Regions from separate parts of the Mus musculus genome. Here region 1 is linked to region 2. Evidence: chromatin contacts called from public Hi-C data. All regions are on one chromosome and are shown on one strand. The core of a region is the stretch at or near the end of the contact, and the rest is flanking DNA. Distances in the headings are between cores, read along the strand shown. Region 1 overlaps 5730522E02Rik (RIKEN cDNA 5730522E02 gene). Region 2 has its middle 83 kb from the start of Gm24255.

What was found. A called contact is a pair of places that touch in the nucleus more often than the background predicts.
Region 1: a contact with region 2 is called in a Hi-C map of forebrain, with 4 times the contacts expected there. The contact joins two enhancer-like sites. A contact is called at or near these places in 12 of 484 Hi-C or Micro-C datasets (the G1E-ER4 cell line, cerebral cortex, differentiating embryonic stem cells and 4 more).

The regions. Positions count from the first base shown.
Region 1 is chr11:25,852,269-25,857,299 of GRCm38.p6, reverse strand. The region is part of intron 2 of 5730522E02Rik (RIKEN cDNA 5730522E02 gene); the gene reads left to right. Among named protein-coding and RNA genes, the nearest start is that of Gm51856, 71 kb to the right of the region's middle. Within about 2 kb of position 1,374, at least 26 of the 459 cell types and tissues checked have an H3K27ac peak or open chromatin away from gene starts, as enhancers often do. A contact at or near this core is called in forebrain, where this site is marked.
Region 2 is chr11:25,153,258-25,158,739 of GRCm38.p6, reverse strand. No RefSeq gene overlaps it. Among named protein-coding and RNA genes, the nearest start is that of Gm24255, 83 kb to the left of the region's middle. Within about 2 kb of position 1,314, at least 16 of the 459 cell types and tissues checked have an H3K27ac peak or open chromatin away from gene starts, as enhancers often do. A contact at or near this core is called in forebrain, where this site is marked.

The sequences.
Region 1 (5,031 bases), core at 125-2,624, 700 kb before region 2:
AATCTAGCAAAAATAACGATTCTTACAACAACAACAACAACAACAACAGAAGCAGCAGCAGCAACAACAGCAACAACAACACAGCCAGCAGTGCATCTTGCCTCCTTGCAACCTAGCCTTCTCAAAATTAAGAAACGAAATGCACATTTGTAATGAGCACTCTTTCGTCCCTTGTGGTTGCTCCAGTCTATATTCTGAGTGGCACCTCTCCACTCTCCACTGCAAAACTTAGAAGACAAAAGGCTATAAAAAACGATGGCACTCACATTAGTGCTGTTAGGACTTGGGTGTTTATGAGACATTATGCATGCACAAGAACCCGTACTAATTTGCCACGTTTCGTGCACACCTGGGATGATCTTTTCCACGTACACATTTGTTCTCCCCTCTCCCCAATGTCTGAAGAAAGCCCATCACAAGAAACTGTTCATTTTCTAGCGTAAGCCCTGGGCTCTATAAGACTTCCTGGGTGTAATTAAGCGGCTGCGTTTACTTCTTGGTGTGGGGAACAATGGTCTGACTCCTTGAAGAGGTCAAGCGGGATTTATTTTATTGTGTACAGAGTCGGAGCAGTGGAGGATGTGTCATCACAGTACGTGGACATTCCTTTGCCATTTCTGTGCACACATCCATCCATCCCCAATGTCAGGTCTAGATTGTAAATTAATTTTTCCTCTCTGATTTACTCCTTTCTGGAGATCATTGCTACAATACTATTAGGTAATACTCTGCTGCAAGGAAAATAAGTCCCGAGAAAAATATGCAGTGTGTGTATGCCTTCCCCCGCCCTCAAATTACTTGATTGCAGCAGGTTCACTTTTTGATTAATGCAATTTTGCATAAGGTAATATGACACGAGTGTATTGCTTTTCAGTAATTATTCAGTGGAGTTAATATGGCAGACTTCTTGAAGAAAAATTAGTACCATGGCGTCTCATTTCTCTAAATCCCCAGCACTGTTCAGTAGGGTAACAATAATAATTATGTATAAATAAATAAATTTCTTTTATCAATGTTCACTTGGATCGGAAACAACGGGCAGCTTCCTCCCCAACCAGAGCTCTAGCGGCTATACTTTTTAATTAGCAGTGTTCCAAGGGGCAGGGATGAGTCCAAGCGCAGCTTTGTCATGCTGCAGTTTGGGAGACTGACACAGTGGTTTTTATAACAAGGATCTTTGCAGTCTAATCATCGTGTGAAATTATGTGCGCATGTTGCCTTTCTCTTTCCCGGCTACCTTTGGATTAGAGCCTAAAACCAAGAAGCAAAGGCAGTAGACTGCTCTTGCAAAGCAGCCTGCTCTCCTTTAGGTCTGGTTTCATGTGAGCAACACTTCAACCCGGCAAGACACTGTTCTGTTTAACTAGCCCTTGCTCACGGGTCCCAAGCCTGCTATTACATTTCCTTGCCCGTGATACATGCTTCACAGTGCGCTCTTCTCGCTAATCATGGTTTAGCAAACAAGGAAGGAGAGGGCCCCATTTTATGAAACTTTCTGATGAGTGATGTTCAGTTTATTTCAGTCTTTAGTGTACTAGAATGTACAATTGCTCTAAAGATAAATAAAAGATTCAGCCGAGTGCCACTGGAGAGCCGCGCAGCATGTCTCTGGCATGGCTTGAGACTTATCTGATTTGGATTTGTATACCTCATGGGGAATGGCAAAATATTGGAACAGACGGCTTGATATTTCCGAAGAATATAGTGGGCTTTATTAGCACCAGTTTCACTCCCTGACTGACGGCTTTTTCAAATTTTTTATCTTATTAATCCGTGCTACTGTATGTAAATGTTATTCCTCTCTGCATAAGGGAGGCAACCAGCGATTTGTAATAAATGCCTATGAGTGCCTGAGGCTACACTTAAACTTTAAAACATCTATTATTAAGTTGCAAAAAACCACTGTAATGGCCAATAGTGACCTCACAGGAATTTTAAACTGTGGTCTGCTCTTCTGCATTAAAAACAAAACAAAAAAAAAATTGCCTCCAGTTAGAATTATGAGCAACGCTATTTTAACAGCTGCATTTTGATTATTAAAGTGTGTTTTACAACTGAATTACAATGCTTTTATGGACTCTAGGTATAAGATTTTAAAAGGTCATTAAACATAGTCGGGTTTTGTCACAGTGGGTGTCACTGTGTACAATGGACACTACACAATCTATTTTATGTCACCACACTTAGGATTTCAAATAGGATTCAAGAACATTGTAGTTTGTTTAACCATTTAGATGGCTACAGACCTCTCAAAGACAGTGACAGTTTGCAGTTGGAGATGACTACTTCCATTATTATTTTATTAATTTGACAAGAAGTCCTACAGATTTTCAGTGTATCACTGATCCATTTGTCCCAGAAATAATTAAAATCGCAGCCTGGAGCAACAGACAACAGATCCACTCTGGCAAATTAATGTTCAAAAATACATCACTTGTACTGTAGCCAACTCTTTAGTCCTGTGACACTTGTCCATTTTCTCCCTCTGATCATATGTGGGCTCGGTGACAATAGATATTGACCTCAAGTGTAGATTTTCCAAATGCAGGGTCTTACACGCATTGATCCATTATGTCGTGTGCTGGATACTGTATGCAATGTTTACATCTCTAGACACAGAATCCAGAATGGAGTTGCAGAGATTTCTCAGGACCCCCACAGGCAGCTCAGCAAAGCAGCAAACATGAACTTCAGTTTGCCTGGACCCTGCCCGCTAAGCTACTTCCCTGTCAATTTTTAATTTTCTTTTCATTAATTTAGCATCATTGTATGCCTATGCTGGAGTCTGTGCCATTGGTGGCACTGGTTTCTGGGCGCCTGCTTGTCGATGGGGACATGGGGATGGGGTGTGATAAGGAACACAGAATCCTCCAAATATTTGACAGAATGTCACAAAGGATTGTATTTGCATGTACTCGGCTGGTAGGACATGATGATTAGTGTGCGGTGCGTTGCTGGCTCTGCGTATTCAGCTCAGACGGCTCAGATCGTCTACATAGCTTTGAATAGTGTATATGTACTTTGAACATATCTGTGACGAGCAAAGCTGTCACTCTGTTGAAAAAAAAAATGTAGCTGCAGAATTGACAATACCAGTTTAATTTTTTTTAAAAAAGGAGGACATCTCCTAAATAATTATTATCATGCTAATAGCATTTGTATTCTTTTGTGTATAATTAAGATCTGCCTGTCTAAGCATGAAATGGAGTTGAGATCATGAATGAGGGTGCTATCCTTAACCTATTTAGTAAATCAGTTTTAATTTGGCTTTCTTTAGGTAGAATCATAACAAGAGTCTGTTGTATAAAAAAAGAATCTACAGTTTATGGCAGTAAACAGTCATAGAAATATAATATTTAGCAAAACTCCCCATGAAATTAAGGAAGCCCCTCTTGTGAACACTATGTTGAATAAAAAACAATTCAACAATTATAGATATCTCTTATCTTATTAACCCTTTGTTTCTCAGAGTGATAAATGCTGGAGCTGTTCTTCTTCTGACCTCTTTAGTTTGGGGATGTGATTCTTTTTTCTTTTTAGGTAATAGAAATTAGTTTGATATTCATATTCCACTTACTTCCAAGAGAATTTGAGGCAGAAAATAGGCTAAAATACAGTGGAAAAAGAAGGCATTTCAGTTTAGAGCATAACAGGTTATGTAATTTAATAATCACAAACTGGTTTGGAATACTGTGCTGTTTTGTTCTCTTAGAAATAGTAATATCTGTTTTTGGTGCTTTTCCCCCCCCTTCTGTAATTTCATGGTTAATACCTAGGCAGGCAATTATGCTAAAAGAAATTATCCTTGTCGTTTGGCAAGAGGTATTTCTTTATCTTCAGGGTACTCAGGCTTCTTAAACCTATCCCTTCTCCTCCCCAACTCGAGTGTGAGCATTTGCATGCTGTGATTTATAAGGTGATCAGAAAACACCTCTATTTATCAATTATGAGGGAGCATAGGCTGCTTGGAACTGATCAAGCAGCCTCCTTGGCGAGAGGACCCTCTGAGGGGGCGGGGCAGGGGAGAGGGGACTGGAAGGAGAGAGTGAATGGCAACAGGAGGGAGTGGGGGCTGCCTTGATGTGTCTGCTTTGTTTGCCTGCTGAGACCCACTTGCCAGGCTTCCCACAGCTTTTCTGGTGTTGTGCACACAGGCGGGCCCCTGCCATTTGATTTTTTCCATCCATATTTTTGGTGATCACACTGTTTTTCTATGAATCTGTATTTGTTTTTCAGTTGTCAGCAAATATGTTCTGCGTATCTCTGCATTGTGGGCACTGTGCTGGGGGCCTAGCATCGTGCAGCCCCTGGAATGCATAGAAGGCAAGCCTAAGAAACACCTCTTTTCTCTTAACATGAGCCAAGCAACTTTACCTGAGAGTATCAAAATAAAAATAAGTAGGAAAATATAAAATAAATGCCAAGGAAATGAAATGATGTTCATGAAATTGTTGTCCCTATAATGCCTAGCATGTCGTAATTTACTTAATAAATATTAATCTATAATAATTAATTGTTGATTATGAAGAAGAGGATGCTGCTGCTGCTAATGATAAAATACAGGTATCATGTAGGACATTAGCAAAGCTCAGAGACAGGTTCTACTGGAGAAAGTTGCTCTACCCTTTAGGAAACATTTGAATGGGTTTCTTGCTGTCTACTATAACAGCTGCCTGGTAGAACTTCCTCTACTCTCCCTAATTCTGGATCTTTCTCCGTTTCGTATTCAGTTCACGGCCTGATTTTCTGTTTACTGTTTTCTGGCTTCCCCTTGGCTGGAGTGTAAGCTTCCTGCGAACAGGGTGTTCTGATTTCTTTTCTGGGAAATCTCAGGCTGATTAAGAGTGTGGGACTGAGCTTAACACTCTACTTAATACATAGATTTGAACTTTGGCTGAATAGCTGATGGGTTGTCTGACTCGCCAGAACTTTGTCAATCTCCTCTCCTCGCCTATATTCCCCATTAGGAAAGGAAGATTTCCAGAGAGTTGGTGGTCTGCGGAACCTTCTGGAAACATAGACAATGCAGTT
Region 2 (5,482 bases), core at 65-2,564:
GCAGGCACTCAGATACTTGTTGGATAATTACGTAATCATTGTAAGGGTGTTCTTAGCTCTCTTTCTTTGAGGTTGACAAAATTCATTTTATTTTTCTTTTCTTTTTTCTGCCTAGCTACTTATAATATAATAATAGACCAGTATCTCTAAATAGTGTGCAAGGATTTTAATACTTAGATTATTCCAAATGATCTCCTCTGTCCAACACTATGTACAGTACAAGGTACATTCAGAGATGAAAAATATGCATCAGGTATCCAATGGTAGTGCAAGGTGCTGTTGCCAAAAGCTGGAACCCAGTTTCCTCTTAAGTCAGCCACATAAACACCCATTAATTTTTAAATGATTTTATTTGGTTGATGGAGGATTACATTTCTAAATCACATAGTTTAGATTTCCTATTACACGCTCCTTGTGGATCATGTTCGTGTTCACAGGGCTACGGAAAGGATGCTAAGATGGGAAGCAGCCAGTTTTCATTTTCTCTGTTCTTGTTTGAAGAACCAAAACCGTTAAAGGGATAAAGCCCTGAGAAGTGCCTGTTCCAGGTTAATTGTCTTAAATTGCTCATTTAAAGCACCATTATAATACAGCAAAGCCAGTTAATCTACTTGGAAGCTTCCTTTTTTACTTTTTTTTTTTTTTTTATGACTGTAGCTACATTTGGTGAAATGGCACCTTTGGCAAAAACCCAAATTGGATAAAATTGCCATTTTCCTTGAAAGCTTGAAAGAATAACACGTGTTTTGCAAATCATTTTAAATCATGTGGGTCTCCATCATGAGCTGCTGTTTGTTCCCGCTCTGCAATTCACTCTCCAGAATCTTGGTTTTGATTTGATTAAATTCCCTTTGCCTTGCTGAAATGAGTAAATGGTGTTTTTTTTTGGGGGGGGGGGGTGGGAGTAATACACAGTTGAGAAAGAAGTTGCAGGGGGAACTTGCAAGAGGAACCATGGCAATATTTTTAAATATCATAACTATATAGAAAGTGATGTGTCCCCACACTGACACTTGTGCACAACGTTCAGCTCATGCATGGTACCTCTATTATTGGAAACACTGGAACTTGAGAGCCTCTTCAGTGTCGACATAACTAGCAGGTGCCGCGATCATAATCCTAAAAACATTCACTTATTAATCAGTGCACATAATTCATCTCTAATGCTGTCAATTTAAGATGGCAACCTGATTTTTTTTAAGAGTGGGGAGGAGGGTCAACAATTTAATGAATCTCGTCTGCATTTTAATTCCAACCTAGTAACCCGCCTCCGGCTTTGCTCTTCCTCCCTCCCTCCCTCCCTCCCTCGGTGAGCTTTTCTTGGGATCCTGTTCTGAAGCTGTGAAGCACAATGGGATATTTACCTTCTTGCTCAGTTACACATTAGGATATGGGAAACAGCAAGATAACCAGAACACTCGTCTCAATCCTCCCAGGACTAGTGTTAACCTGTCACCAGCCCTCACTGGCAGCATCCTGAAATCCCCTACTGTCCACAGGCTCTCCTCTACTGCCCCTCCCCCACTCTGACACCGCACTGCTTTCCAGGTTCCTTTTATTAAGCACCGCTGGGACCTAGAGTCAGAAATATTCAGTTGTGTTGACATAGTTAAAATAAATAAATACAACCCATTGCCAGAAATATTAAAAAATTCGTCTAAATGTGCTCCTGTCAGAGAGGATCCATTTTTATCCAAACAAGGAAAAACCAGTGGCTCCAGGATGCATTAGATAGAGAGGCTCCTTCTAGTCGTTCAGTCCTTCATTCATTCACGACTTCATTCATTTCCTTATGAAAAGCAACCCAGCACTGCTTCCTACCATGTCAAATGTAAACAGAATAGACTTTGTTATTAGGAGAGATGTGACTCCAAGTGTCTGAGCTGCAGAGTGACAGCCAGCTCCTCTCTGAATTTCAGGCAGGCTCTGTCACTTGCCTTGACAATGAAAGAAGTTAATATATTCATGACATTACCGCACATGCATTCGCAATTCACAGCATATTGTATTGTTTACCCCTGTTCTTTTGTACTACTGCATGTAGTAATTTGCCTTCTAGTAACAGAAAAATTCCTCAACTTAAAGTCTTACCCTCATTTTATTTACCCTTAACAGAAAGACCCTGCTTCCTGGTCCATCCATGGTGGTGAGAGCACCTTTCTGCAGCACTGCAAACAGATAAATGCCAGATTTTACATTTCGATCGGATGTGTCTACAGTTATCTCCTAATTCATATTCCTCATCTTCTGCCTCCCAGGCCTTTGCCAGGCTGCCCTTCTCTGTGTTCTTAGCACTCTCAGCCCTCGATGGGCAGCTCTCAGAGAGGACATGGTAGCGGATAGAGAACCAGCTGAAAGATGCTGAGGTCTTCATAGCTTTCCTGCTAGTATGGTCAATTCTGGCGAAAGTGAACAGCATCAGGAAGTTCCTCCCTCATTAGCTATTCTCAGAGTTCTCACCACTCTCTCTCTCTCTCTCTCTCTCTCTCTCTCTCTCTCTCTCTCTCTCTCTTTGTATCCACAAGAATCTTGTTTGGTGTGTCCACCATTCCCAATGGACTGGGTACACTCCTAACAAGGAAGAATTCTCACCATTCACTTAAAACTTATTTCTATCAGTGTTTACAACACACTGATTACTCAGCCTCCTAAGCCTAATTTATTTATTCTGATGGGATACTGACTTGAAATGATGACAAACGTTGAGACAGATGGCTTTGCTTTGATGAGAACTGGGTAGATTGAGTTATTCTGCTGTGTTCAGATACGGCACTATTGTTAAGAATTTTGCAGTTGAAGGACTAGAACTGAAGCATCCTTTGTTGGCTGAGGGTTGCTTCTTGGAGAATGGCAGGAGGAGGTAGACCATCTGGGTTAGTAAGACACAATGGCAGTTCCATTTTCTCACACTGATGTGCTGTCTGCCTTTCCATACATGCCACAAAACTCCTGGGTTTAGAGTCTGGGCTGGGCCACTCAGTGCAACATCTGTCTTGCCTTTAACTAACAGTAATTTTTCAAATACACTATGTTAAGTGTCCTCAAGTCAGCCTAGGCCCAGATGAACATTGAAGCCTTTTCTTAGACTGGGCACAATCTGCCTGCGATGTAAAAGCATCCCCTGTTGTTTCAGGGAGAAAGCATTTGGTTGTCCTTTACATGTAAATGCTTTCACACTTAGAAATTGTAATTGAATTCCATTCTCTCCAAACCTGCTGCTCTGTCAGTAGGCTACCCAGTCCGGTGCTTACTTATGTAAACTCTAGTTCCTCCATGGTCTTTACTTATTGTTTCATACATCTGTCTACCCTATTCATTACAAGCTCACATTAGGTGGAAACTTTGATAAACTCTTGTTAAACATAAAACAGGTGCTCTAGAGTAGAGGGTCTCATTGTCACTTGTCTTAGAAGGGACCCCTGGAAATAGAGTTTACAGTGCTTAAGGCTGGGTTGCAACACAAAGAAAGTTAGGCAGCATAAGTGCAAAAAGTTATGGTGAAGAGTGGAAAGCGCCCCAAGTGAGTGTTGCCAGGATTGAATTTGTGACAGGGATGATTATCTCATATCTCTAATCTTGATTCCATTATGCTAAAAATGGGGGTAAAATTGTAAACACCTGTTTCTGAGAGGATTATGAATTTGTATACATAAAAGCCTTGAGCAAAACCAGGGCATAGTCCAAGTAATGCTTATATTACTACTGGTGGTTAACACTGTTATGTCCAGGATGTTTTTGGAAATCCAAAAATCATTAACAAATAAATATTGCCAAATTTTTTTTTGTTATGACCCAGATAGTTTATAAGAAAATAAATATAATTTGAACCAAAATATCACTTACTTTATATACAATATATGTGTATATTTATATATGTATATATAAGTATATATACATATATATAATTGTATTGGTTTACAATTTATTCAAGCATACAGAATAAACAGCCTGGAAGATTTAGAATTGACAAGTAAAATTCTCATAATATTTTAAATTAAGGTCAAATTATGAACCATTACAGAATATACAAGATATACATGCAGTATTCTCAAAGTTTGAGCATTGTACAGCTGACAAGGTCATCATCCATATAGTTACAATAACAATAATAATTTGACATTGCACAACTCAAGACTTGTCTGAGAATTATAGACACTATTATTTTCTGATTTTGTGTATGAATAAATTCAGAAAGAGGGAAGTGATTTGACCACCAATACCTGCAATGCACAGCATAATAATTAGAAACAAACTAAGAAGCTCAGGAGTCCAGAAGAGAAACAATAAACAGTCTCTCAGGGAAGGAGCAAAGGAGGCTTCAGAGACTTATTGACAGACAATGTTCATGCAGCAAGAAGTGTATAGCTGAAAAAGGCAAAACAAAAAGAAAATCAACTTTACATAAAAGTAGATAATAAAATAAGCAAAACCAAAGGAAACCAATAACCAAAACTAACCAAACAAACAAACAAAAGCAAAGCAAAAACCAAACAAACGAACAAGCAAAAAAAACCTAACAACAAAATCAAAAAACCAAAAAAAGATAGATACAACTCAAGAATATTCATCAAAGAGTCAAAAATTCACATATCTGTTTAACAACACCATTCTCTGCATTTAAAAGCAAATTATTAAACATGTCAAGAAATTTACCAATAATCAAGATGAAATCACTCAATAGGAATAGCCGTATTATTATGCTAATGATGGAAGTTTAGGGGAAACAAACACCTGTCTTGAATTGACCTGAATATTAAATCCAAATACAAATATGATGAGAAAAGGTAGAATTTATAAAAGTAGCTATAAACTACTTCTGGGTAGTACTGGATAATTTCACAAGGACTCGCTTGCCAGGGGACTAACATATGAGATGAAGGGACTTGAGGACAGCAATAACAAAACAAGACATACAGGAAACAGAGCTGAGTAAAGCACAAGCTGGGCTTAGTGGCAGGTGAACTGTTCTTAGGCTTTCTAAGGAAAGCACCATTAGAGTTTCAAAAAGAGGATCAGAATTGGGGGAGGGGGAAGTAATCATAACAGTAATTGTATCCAAAATTGGTGTAACTAAAATAAACCTAGAAGTTGTAGGAAACTTGATGATTCCCAAAGAAGTAAATAAAAATGAAATAACATCACGATACATGGCAAGCAGCTATAAACCAATAAAGAAAACCTTTACAAAGAGCCAGAACAAAAATATATTAAATTATGGGGTCAAAGTTTTAGAAAACAAAGTGTGCACCTTTGTTAGAAACAATAAAATAACACTTTACATTATAGAAAGAAGAAAGCTTTTAAAATTCTACACCCATCAAGAGTAGCTTTTAAAATGAAAGCAAAAGAAGAAAAATGAAAGCAAATGAAGTCAAAGCAACCCTGGTATAAGATGGCTGGAGTCAGAGTTGCTGTTGCTGGAGTGGGAAACACAACTGTAAAGTTTTCTGTCTCATTACTTGTCTACTTTAAAATATTTTGT